Regions from separate parts of the Ovis aries genome. Here region 2 is linked to region 1. The links are chromatin contacts, called in public Hi-C maps. All regions are on one chromosome and are shown on one strand. The core of a region is the stretch at or near the end of the contact, and the rest is flanking DNA. Distances in the headings are between cores, read along the strand shown. Region 1 overlaps ATP8A1 (ATPase phospholipid transporting 8A1). Region 2 has its middle 69 kb from the start of GRXCR1.

Evidence for each region. A called contact is a pair of places that touch in the nucleus more often than the background predicts.
Region 2: a Hi-C map of hypothalamus shows a contact between it and region 1, with 7 times the contacts expected there. The contact joins two enhancer-like sites. A contact is called at or near these places in 2 of 16 Hi-C or Micro-C datasets (hypothalamus and muscle).

Annotation. Positions count from the first base shown.
Region 1 is chr6:62,091,964-62,098,258 of ARS-UI_Ramb_v3.0, reverse strand. The region is part of intron 14 of ATP8A1 (ATPase phospholipid transporting 8A1); the gene reads left to right. Among named protein-coding and RNA genes, the nearest start is that of ATP8A1, 87 kb to the left of the region's middle. Within about 2 kb of position 3,143, at least 10 of the 54 cell types and tissues checked have an H3K27ac peak or open chromatin away from gene starts, as enhancers often do. A contact at or near this core is called in hypothalamus, where this site is marked.
Region 2 is chr6:62,321,909-62,328,203 of ARS-UI_Ramb_v3.0, reverse strand. No RefSeq gene overlaps it. Among named protein-coding and RNA genes, the nearest start is that of GRXCR1, 69 kb to the left of the region's middle. Within about 2 kb of position 2,928, at least 11 of the 54 cell types and tissues checked have an H3K27ac peak or open chromatin away from gene starts, as enhancers often do. A contact at or near this core is called in hypothalamus, where this site is marked.

The DNA of each region.
Region 1 (6,295 bases), core at 1,894-4,393:
ATGCACATTCTGCTTGCGTTCAAAAATGTTATTTTTAGAGGGTTCTGTTTTGGGAATTGACATCTGTTTTTTATTTTGTTCAGTTGAATAACCAAGTTCTTCAAATTAGTAATTATTGATTGTGAACCTATCAGAACAGAGAACCAGAATAACAGCTAGGTGTTCTTTTGCATTTTACAAGGTTTTCCTTATTCCTGGAACAAGTTCTTAAGCACTTATAGGCAGTAGTTCTAAAGAGCAATGTTCTTTATGTGGTCTAGGTGATACTGTCATGAACACATGTATTATGTATTATGATAGAATGGGTTTGAGACTGGTACATGTTAAAGAGAGTTAAGTATTGTCATGATTTAGATTGTTTCCAATGAAACAAATTTCCTCTTGGGAAAATCCACATCTCTTAACATGGAGCTGCAGTTGCAAGACATGAGTCATAGTCCTAGCTTTGTCATTAATTCACTGCATGACCTTAGACAGTTCCATTCAAATATTCCGAACTCTTTTAAATGAGAATGGTGAGACCAGATGATCTCCAAGATTCTTTTCAGATCTGAAATTCTGTGATGTTTAGAAATTTAAAAATAGTGATACCTTTATTTGCAGTTTTTAACTGTGAAATAAAAATGGGTTTCTCTTTGAATAATGTATCATATTTTCAAGAATACCAAGAGCCTTATTGAGTGAAACTTGTTAAACTACTTCCAGTAAATCATATATGTGCTTATAGGATCCTTAACCCTGATTGAATTTTTTTTTTTTTTTCCTTTTACTACTTTATACTTATGGTACCTGCATAGAGATATAGATGTTCTGGAAATTTCCAGTTCAGAAACCTCAGACTGTCATCCAATATGATAAATTTATACAATACTTAAAAGTACAAAGGCTCCTTTTCTTTAAGAAACAATACTAGAAAACTCATAAAGTTATTGACACAAGTAATTGTCCTATCCCCTCCCCTAAGCATTTCTGATGGACAATTGGGATGTCAGCATTGCAGAGAGTTGTTGATACATGAAAGCTTTAGAGAAACAGAGACTTTAGACTACTCAGTTGACTACGATAGGAGAGACACACAGCTATTGCTTAATTCTGTCAAACTCCACAGGAAAAAGTAATGACTGAAAACCACCTTTCTGTGGGCATTTCCTCTGGATGCTCTTGGGTTAAAGGAACCATGACATGGTTATACTGTCCCGTCTGCCCATGGAAGTGTTTTGCATTGTTTAACACGGGAAGCTCTTATTAATACACATATGTACTTTCACCTCCAGAAGAAGAAAACAGAGATTGTCTCCTCAGAATTTAGCCAAACAAAGGAAAATAACACATAGTTTTATATACTAACAAATGCCTTTGGGGTTATGATTTCAGAGCTGATGCTTCTTAAGCACTTTTTAAGAAAATAAAATCTCTTTCTACCTTAGAGTCCAAGATGAGTTCTGTTGGCTTTTATCAGTTTGAAAGACAAGACTTGAAGTCTCTTGGTAGTATAATCTTTACCTCATTCAGTGCATTTTATAGATTTGTAGGAAGAAGATATTTAACACTTAAAACAAAGCTCCAAAATTTAGTCTTAGTAAGTTTTCCCTCATTTCTTTTAACTTTGGCCCTAAATTGGATTCGTGATGGTCAATGAAATAAAAGATTTGTACACACCTAGTACACACTTAGCAATGATGTTTATTTTGTAAAGATTAACTTTGTCAGAAGTACCACCATAATTAAACTTGTTAGACTGTTTCATTAGATTTTAGTTAAATGTAAATAAATTGTAATATCATATTTATAAATTTAACTTATTACAAACTAGAAATTCTGCTGTTAAACATTTACTAAAGCATAATTTCAACAAATTACTTCTTATACTAATTCAGTTTTATCACAGTTACTTGAAAGCCAGAAATAGGTAATGAGGTTTTTATGTTCAGTGGGTAGAATTCTCAACACAGTGACTATTCTCGGCTATAGTCCTAAGTACCTTCTTTGTTGATAATTTAAAATCTTACTATTAGAATGAGCTGATGAACTGGAAAGTTTTTTGTTTTGTTTTTTTAAGACTGTAAAGCAAATTAATATTATATTTTCACATGGGCAAGTCATTTTAATCAGTATTAAAAACATTTCATTGACTTTTTCCCTTTAAGTGAAACCCAAATGCTCCTAATAATAATCTTTATTTACATGTGAAAATAGCATGTGAGTAGTTTTACTTGACAATATTTTGTTTAGCAATGTTTGCTGAAAGAGTGGGCAACTTCTTTAAGTCTGAGAGGAAATTCACCATGAGAAACTTCACAATTATCAAAATTGCCCCAAGGTCTATACTATAACCAATAAATATATCTCACTTCTCACTGTGACTGGTGGATAAAGCTGGGTAAAAACCATTCATTTATTCTCATGCCTCAACAAGTGTTCGTCTCTATGTACAACATGTAGTACTTTGTTAGATGTTGGGAATTTAATGATAAGCCAAAGTTCACCTGGCTTCCACCCCCCTGAAGTTTATAGTCTAATTGGAGGTTAATGGATGTAATTAAATCACCATGCAGACAATTATAAAATCAGAATGCAGTACAAAGGTTTATTGAGGCTGTGATTGAGGACAGGGTAGAGGGGTGTGATCTCATCACTGAGACCAGGCACTGGGATGCTTCACACTGAGATCAAGAATGAGTTTAAGAACTTCCCAAGCAGATGTAACAGCACTGACCTCCCATGGCAAATAACCAGACAGAAGGTACATATCAGAGCTACTAGAGCCGTGATCTTGGGGAAACTCATGCAGACAGAATAAAGTAACAGATGTATGGATCACCCGCTGCTCTTCTCATTCAGAATAGCCCTGAACATCTGCCAAGGTTGAACCACACCCAGGGAGTGCAGCCCTGAGCCTTGAGCTCTGAGGCTCCAGCCCCTCTCCCAGTAGGAGATCCAGGGCTGCTGTACACCACCAGGGCAACTTGGCAGAACCTTGGTGCCGTGTTTTTGCTTGGGTAGCGTCAGACCCTCCCTTGCTGTAGTTCAAGGACTCATCTAAGCCTTGAGGTTGATGAGAAGTGATTGCCTAGAGCACTGGGCTGCAGCTAGTTTTCAGAGCTTGGCAGGAGGCCATGGCTTTTTCTGGGCTCACTGAGGGCTCATTTAGACCTTCCCCTCAAGCATCTAAAAACATCCTTTGTTAGAAGAGAGGACAGTGAGTAAGGAGACTGCCCCAACTGTGACTGGAGTGAAGGTGGTGGGTGGAGCCTGCACCAGAGACAGTTGATGCTTTGGAGGTCCCTTAGAGTGATGAGGTCCATGCATGGCCAGTTTGGTGGAAGGGTAAGAAACAGAGGCCATTTAGGAAGTGAGAGGATTTTCCCCAGTTTTCAGTGAACATTGTATATTTATCAAAAACAGTGATGTTATACTGAACTCTGCATCTTTAAACTCTACCTACATCTGATATATTTAATTTAAAGGAAAACTATTGAATGACCTTGTATAATGAAAGAAACGAGAGATAAGGAAATCTGTTTTAGCTGCTGAGAGAGTAGATTTTAAGTGTTCTCACCATAAAAAAAAAAAAAGAAATGGTAAATAGGTGATGGGTGGGAGTGTTAGCTAAAACTATGATTTGCAGGAGACGTAAGAGACGCAGGTTCAATCCCTGGGTCGAGAAGATCTGCTGGAGAAGGGCATGGCAACCAACTCCAGTATTCTTGCCTGGAAAATCCCATGGACAGAGGAGCCTGGGGGGTTACAGTCCATAGGGCCACAAAGAGTCAGACACAACTGAAGCAACTTAGCCCACATGCACGTAATGGTAATCACTTTGCAAGATATATTAGTATCAAATCACACTGTATACCTTGCACTTGCACAGCGTTGTATGTCTCAAGACAGCGAGAAAAAAAATCTAAACAATAAAAAGAAAATTTTAGTAAATAAATACATAAATAAGTAAAATAAAATCTGCTCCGTCATGTATTACGGACCCCTTCGGTCACATCACTGGTTGGTTGAAATGGAAGCTATTCACAGATCCAGTGCTCCGATGAGCTGATGGACGAAAATGAAGTATTGATGACTGTGTTTTCTTTTTGACGTAATAAGTTGTTTTAACGGCTGAGTTATGGTTTAAATGAGCATTTTTGAGTATCTTTTAAAATGCTTATCTTTCACACTGTGGTGCTCTTTAGCTGTAGCAGTGTGATTAACTTTTACTTTACTATACCTGTGTAAAGAGCCACCCCTGCATGGCAATCAAATACGTTTCTGAAATGCACTTAGCAGATTTTATCAGTGTGACAGTTTGTTCTTAGTAACACGCTTTTTTTTATTAAAACACTTTATTCTCATTATGCATTGTGTGATGAATTTTCCATTGGCTTTAGCCTGTGTTTAAACTCTTAAGTTTAATATTTTCTACTGAATACTGGTTTCTGTGCATAAAATTGGGAAATTTCATGGTGAAGAGGCAAGTTGGCTATCCAACGAAAGAACAACTTAGTAAATCTGCTTAGTTACCATAAATTATACTTTCTATACTAACTGCCATTCTTTCCAAATCAGCTAAAAGTTTATTTCCTTAACTGACCCATCTCTCAGTTCTTCCCTTATTCATGCTTTTGTGTTTCCAGCCTTTCTTTGATTATTTTTTCCTTTCTTTGTGTCCCTCCTCTTGCTTTCTGAAGCCATGTCCCTGAACCTGAGGATTATGGCTGCTCTCCTGATGAATGGTAAGCTGCATGGATCTTTCTGTCTCGTTGATCCATTTAAAAGGTTTGCATTTTATTGTTTTGTTAGATGCATTTCACTACTTTGAAAAAAATTTACTAATCAGGCAGGATAACAATGCTGTAAAATATTTCTTAAAATCTGCTGAATAAAAACAGACAAATCCGTTGAATAGCCCTGATGTCCTGTTGAATAACCTTTAATCATTTTATGAACATTTAGTTCAAAGTTTAGGCTTGCTGATTTTATGCAGCTATGTATCTATAATAAAATCTATACCAATCAACTTAAGAGTCCTTGGTCTGTGGACTACCTAAGATTTCAGGGACAGCTCCATAAATTTTATTTTTTTTAGCTCAGCACTGCCACCTTCTGCCACTGTTTGTATACTCTACAGAGCTACAGAAAAATGCTCCTGAAACATAACCACACAGTGTAAATTTCCTTTACATTTATTTTCATTAATTTGCTAAATCTGTTTGGAGGCTATAACATAAACATTTTTTAGTGAAATATCTGGAACAGATGTTGGGAAAGTATGCTACCAAGAACTAGGGTTAATAGGAATATAATTAATTTTAGAATTATTGAATAACATTTTATAAGCTTAATTTCAGTACATATTGGGTTTTTTGTCTTACTTTAAAATCCTCGCCATGGTTTACATTTTCATTTAGAACGACGAGTTTATTTCAATAATTCATTGCAATCTGGTGGCAAATGAAATTTCAGAAAGCAGATTTCTTTAATGCTCATAACTGTAAAAAAACAGTATGGCTTTATGTGTGATTACATTTCTATTTTCAGATGACACAGGGTATTTTATGATTAAGCCTTAGTTTTCAACTTGGATTTTATTTCAATAAAGTAGAGATTTGGTAACAATTTGCAATAAGCCTCACACTACCTGGAGTTAACGACAGAGGCAGCTGTTTGGTTCATGTGATAACTGATGATTCATTGCACTTAAGCTCATTGCTTGGAGTGGCATGCATTTCTACACCTATCCACAACTGAATAATTGTCTTTTAAATGTGCCAAAACGTCTTACTGTTGGTAGATAATTCAAGTGTAATGATGTAGATATTCTCTTCTACTTAATCTTTTGAGAATGTAGTTAAAATTTTGATTAATATCTTTTTACTTGTTGCTTTTCAACAGAATTGAATATATATGTTTATTTTTAGAATGTATGTTTTTTCTAAGATAAATCACTTTTTCTTGAGAAGGAAATTACCTTCACCATATTCTTATTAAGATTGGATGAAAATGTTAACAGTTGTTTACCTAGGTCATTTAAAATATTCTACTTTCAGTAGAGGTTGTTTCATGATTTTTATCACTATTGGGAAGAGACATTATTTTATCTGTTTAAGTTTTTTATGTAAAACACCCTTTCTGGAAACTTGATATTCTAAACTGGGTAATTCCAAATTTACAATGTCAACTTTTTCATAAATGTTTATATAGTTCCACTTGCAGTTACATATGAACTTAGATATTAATGATATTTTAAGAAATAAACCCTAGGGAAGGTTTTTGCCAACTGTTTAATAAAGTAAGCTTTATT
Region 2 (6,295 bases), core at 1,679-4,178, 230 kb before region 1:
AGATAAATTACACCTCCCATTCTCTACTCTCTGGGTCCCTGCCTCCCTCTTTATTCATCTTTACACAGGCAACTTTACTCTTGCCAAAAGGGCAGCTGAGACAGAAATTCTAATTTATTGTGCCATCCCTCTGAAAGCTAAAAAGGAACCAACTTATCTGAGGAACATTGTAAGATAAAAAGGGACCACTATAAATTTACCTATGCAGATAAAACTTTGAACTATGTTTTTTCACTCTGAACTATTTCTTTTCATTCATCTTCAGAAAAAATGGCCAAAGGTTGTAGTTTGTGATAACAGGTCTTGGGTGTCAGAGAGACACACTGAAACTATGACCACAACCATTTACATACACACACACCTACACACAAAGAGGTCATTCATTCAGATCTTAAGAAGAAAACAGATAAGCAGTGAGGATTTACTGTATAACACAAGGGACAATATTCAATAGCTTATAATAACCTATAATGAAAGTAATCTAAAAATACATATATAAAGCTGAATCACTTTGCTGGACACTTGAAACTAACACAATATTGTAACAACAATACTTCCATTTAATAAAGAAGAAAACCAGAAGACAAGATAGATCAGGTCTTGACTGGTACCATGGTCAAATGTCGATGTTGTTGGATTATTAGGACAGAATTATCAAAACAAAGAGAGCGAGGTCAAGCAAGCCACTGGCAGTTTCTTCTAAGCAATCTCCAACCAGTCACAGGCATGCTGTGAACAGCATCTGTGTGGCTGTAACAAGTGTTCACAGCTGGTCTGGCAAACAAAGCCTAGAGCCTAGAGCAGGAAACACATTTTCTCTTGGTCCAAAAAAGGATACTTGAGGCAAGAAGCCAGTTCAAGAACCCGTAGCTCTTTCCATTCCAAGGTCAGTCTGTCCTGTCTGAGCCAAAGACCAGGTCCCCTATTTGTCTATGAGATTTCCTTAAAGATACATAAGTAAGTAAATTTAATAAATAAACAGAAAATAAAAGATGAGACAAAACAGTCACTGCTTCAGCAGAGTCCAACTTAGGTGTTGCAGCAAGAGGGACCCCATTGAGGGCCTGAGTGGATTCTAGCCTCACTCTCAGAAATGAATCATCCAAGGAGACACACATGCTGATAATAAACCAAGAGACTTTATTGGGAAGGGACGCCTGGGTGGAAAGTGACAGGGTAAAGGAACCCAGGAAAACTGCTCTCCACGTGTTTCACAGTCTCAGGTTTTATGGTGATGGGGCTAGTTCAAAATATAACCTCAATGTGGCCATTTTTTACCACCTCCATCACTGCCACCTTTATCCAAGTCAATATTACCTCCCATCTGGACCACAAAATCATCTCTTGACTGATACCTCTATTCTATACTCACCTCTCCATAATCCATTCTGCACACATCAGAACTGTTTGTGGTTTTTTAGCTGCATTTGATCCTGACATTTTCTGATTAAAAGAAGTAGAAGTGTTGGTATAAGGGTGAGCAGTTGTCATATTTTGAATACATTTTAAAGGCACAGATGGCAGGACTGCTAAAGGATTGGAAGTACTCCCCATTATCCTTAGAATAACATCTAAACTCTTGGTCAGGGCCCCAAAGCCCTGAATGAAATGATTTCTATCCACCTCTTCAATCTTATCCCATACTGCTCTCTCCCTCCATAACTCAGTTCAATCCACAGTGATTCTAGTCACCTTCATAAAAATGCAATCCTCTGAGCTTCTGTACTTGCTCCTCCTTCCACCTGGGATGCTCTGTCTCCATCTTTGCATGTCACTCCGGGGTCAGCTCAGATGCCACTTTGCACATGTCTTACCTTTACCACCCCAAGCTGAAGTGGGTCCCCAGTCACTGTCATCTCACCCTGTTAGTATGTTTACAGAACTTATTGCTACTGCATACTTTCTTCATTTTGTCTCCCTGTTAATAATGGGAGAAGAATTTAACTTGTTTCCATTTGTATCATCCTCGGGTCTAGAAGACTGCCTGACACACAGTAGATGCTCAAGAAACATTTGTTGTGCTATTAAGTGAGAAAGTTTAAGAGAATATTTTAAGGTCATCTTTGATGAGCACCCAAGTTAGTTGTTCTTTTTGTCATCTGCTGAGGGTGTCCACTGGAGAGAATAAGTCATTTAGTGATTGAATTTCACGTTTAATAACTGCAGGCAAAAATGATCTCCATCCATAGCTGAGACTTTGCTAAACCTAATCTCAACTGTCTTAAATTGTTACATTCCCCTTTCAGTGACAAAGAGAACCAAAAACACCAAAAATAGGAAATGCAGTCCTTGACATAAAAAATAACAGTGATTCTATGAGAGGCAAAACTTATATCTGTACTTGAGAGAGACTAATTAGGCCAATGGGAAAGGCAACCACTTGTTTTGCACTTGTTTATACACTTCCATACACACCTCAATGCAAGGTCTAATACCCTCTATGAAGTAATGCATTGGTTTCATTTGATAACTGCGAGTGGCTATGATGGCCAGCATTTTATACAAACCCATCAGGTCTAAACCAAGTACAACAGAATAAAAGTAATCCAGAGGAATGTTTTAATTTAATTTAGTAATTGATCACTTTAGAGTCTATTTATATAACTAATATAATTAATAATAGTTTAGGGGCTACATTTGAGCTGAGGGAAGAATTTAGTAAGCTCTTCTCTAGGACTGGCAATAAATTTAAAATTTCAGCTTTTCTTTTGCCAAAGTGCATTGAGGGAGCAATGAACAATCCAAAGTACTTTGTGTTCTCTATCAAGAAAAGGGACAAGTATATACCACTTCCTGTAGCACAATTTCTTAAATGCCAATGTGAAAAATATCCTTTTCTTTGAAAATTTCATTTGAGCCTAGTTAATAACAAGTCCCCCAGCCAAAGCCCAGCAGAGCAATCAGCTGTGACTGTGTTCTTTGTCACAGCATTGAGAATGTGCCAAAGATGGAAAGTTCTTCTCTGAGTCTAAATGCTCCCAGGGCATGTCAGGACTACTAAGTCAAATCAGCAAATTAGGAAGTGAGAGGACAGTCATGGTGTCCTAGTTGCAGAACACAGGGCAAAACAGCCTGGCTTGCTGAGTTCCTCTGCTCAATCTGAGACCAATATAGAAGCAAGAGGGGAGTATGAGTTACAGTAACTAATGCACATACAAAATGCATATGCTCATGAAACCCTGGGGATCAAATGCTTTTTCTAACTGGACTGGGTGTGAGAGGTAGAAGACTGACTGCAGCCTGGGGCCAATGACAGCCAAAACCAGTCATAAGAGAAGAAAACCTTCCAGGTTGGCTCTTGCATCTTGCCACATTAGTCTGGGAGATTATAGTCTGGCCTTTTACTATAGAAATCAGCAACATGAGTTCAAGTTGCCCTGGTGAAAACATTGCAAAATCTCTGCTGAATGAAGTGTAGATGAAAATATGTGAGCTACCTGGACAAACTGGAAAACCTACCCCTCCTAACCCTTCTTCCCTCAAACCCTAAGCTGCTAGCTTCCAACCTAAAAAGATATGATGTTCTGCTAAAGCTTTGCTATTTTTAACATTTTTATCATATTTATTTTTTAGATCTAATATTTTAATTGAAATATATTTGACAGCTAACAGTGTATAAATGTAAGGTGTACATTTATACAAGTACAACAATTTGATACATTTATATATTGGAATATGATTAACATTATAGTGATAATTAGCACTTATATCACCTGATGTGATTATCATTTCTTTCTAGTGGTTGGCATAATTAAGACTTAGTCTCTTAGTAATTTTGATGATTATAGTACAACATCATTGTTATATTCACTATACTGTGCATTAGATCTTTAGGATTTACTACTCATAAGTTTTTACTCTTAAACATCATCTGTCCTATCTCTCCCACCATCTCCTGAAAACACCATTGTACTTATCTCATTGAGCATAATGTCTCTTTATTAACTTAAAGGTGAAACTCTGAGTTGCTTGGTGAAGTGATATAAATTAGGAATGATACAAGCAAGTGTTTTGTACCTGGAGATCATATCCTTCATTGTCCTTAAACTCACCATATAGACAATACAAAACCAAAAGTTAATAGAAGGAAATGAAACCATAAAGATCAGAGCAGAAATATGAAATAGAGATTAAAAAACAATAGAAAATATAAATAAAACTAGTTCTTTGAAAAAATAAAGTTAACAAACTTTTAGCCAGACTCGTTAAGAAAAAAAGGGAGAGGACTCAAATCAATAAAAATCAGAAATGGGAAAGGGAAAGTTACAACTGACACTACAGAAATACAAAGGATCATAAGAGACTACCGCAAGCAACTATACACCTTAAAATGGACAACCTAGAAGAAATGGACAGTCTTATAAAGGTACAGTCTCCCAAAACTGAATCAAGAAGAAACAGAAAATATGAACAGATCAATTACCAGTACCATCAATTATCAAATGGAATCAGTAATTTTAAAACTCCCAACAAACAGAAGTCCAGAACCAGATGACTTCAATAGGCGATTTCTACCAAACATTTAGAGAAGAGTTAACATCTATTCTTCTGAAAGAATTCTAAGATATTGTAGAGGAAGGAATACTTATGAACTCATTCTATGAAGAAACTATCACCCTGATACCAAAACCAAACAAAGATAATCACACACACACCCCAAAATTACAGGCCAATATCATTGATGAACACAGATGCAAAACTCAACAAAATAGTAGCAAACTGACTCCAACAATACATTAAAATCACTGTGCACCATGATCAAGTGGGATTTATCCAAGAGATGAAAGGATTTTTCAATATCCCCTAATCAATCAATTTGTTGTGATATGACAAATTAGCAAATGAAGAATAAAAACCACATGATTATCTCAACAGATGCAGGAAAAGCTTCTGATAAAATTTAATGTCTACTAATGACAAAATGAAAGTTGCTTAGTCGTGTCCAACTCTGTGACCCCATGGAGTGGAATTCTCCAGGCCAGTATACTGGAGTGAGTATTCATTCCCTTCTCCAGGGAATCTTTCCAACCCAGGGATCGAACCTAGGTATCTCACATTGCAGGCAGATTCTTTACCAGCTGAGCCTCCAGGGGAGCCCAGGAATACTGGAGTGGGCAGCCTATCTCTTCTCTACCAGATCTTCCTGACCCAGGAATCAAACTGGGGTCTCCTGCATTGCAGGCAGATTCTTTACCAACTGAGCTACCAGGGAAGCATTGATGACAAAAACTCACAAAGTAGGCCTACAGGGAACTTGCCTCAACATAATAAAGGCCATATATAACCCACAGTTAATATCATACTCAATAGTTATTACTGTCTTTTAAAAAAATGTGGGGAGGGGGCAAAACCCTCTAGAATCAAGATGGTAAGTTAGCACTCTGTTTATTTAAATATGCTTGCTTTGAAAAAGCCCAAAGTTGCTCAACTCATTTGGGGGACTAGTATCACTTTGCTATCAAACTCAGACAGTGCAGAAGAAAAGAAAATTAGAACCTCATTTAACTGACTGCAAAAGATTTTGTATTATAAGCATTTACATAGATTTTATTACATCAGGCACTCATCTAAACAAACTCCGAAATACGTTATTCAAAGACAACTCTCTGGCTATTATCTCCATTTTACTGAAAAAGAATTTAGGCATAGAAGGATCATGTGGCTTCATCAAGGTCATACAGCTCAAGGTCACACAGCTAGCTAACCGAATCTAATAGTTCATCTGAAAAACACCTGAAAAGTTCACATCATACTCAAATGAAGTTAATCCTAGAAGTACAAAATTATTGTAGTTATGTTTGATGAAATTCATCAATACCACTTATCTCATTAGTAGATAGGAAAATCATATTATTTAAATGATGAAAAAAGACTTTAATCAAGTTCCAGACCTGTTTATTTTTTCAAAAATCTTAGCAAACCAAGACTAAGACTAGAAAAGAAATTTAACTGGGTATAACAACTTAAAAAATCAATAGCACTAACTTACCCCAACAATAACCAATGAGAAAATACAACAGTAGCAAAAAAGAAAAAAGAAAGAAAAGGGGGGAAAGGCCATAAAATATCTAGAAATTAACCAAGAACACACTCCATGGAGAAAACATAAAACTCTAGTAAAAGTCATACTAGATGATTTATAAAATTAAATAGACATTCTATTCTCTTCAACAAGATGACTTAACATTACAAAGATACTCACTCTTCCTAATTCTATAAATTCAATGTAATAGTAATACTATTTCCAGTTGGCTTTTTAAACAGCTAAATAAACATTCTATTATTTAATAGGAAG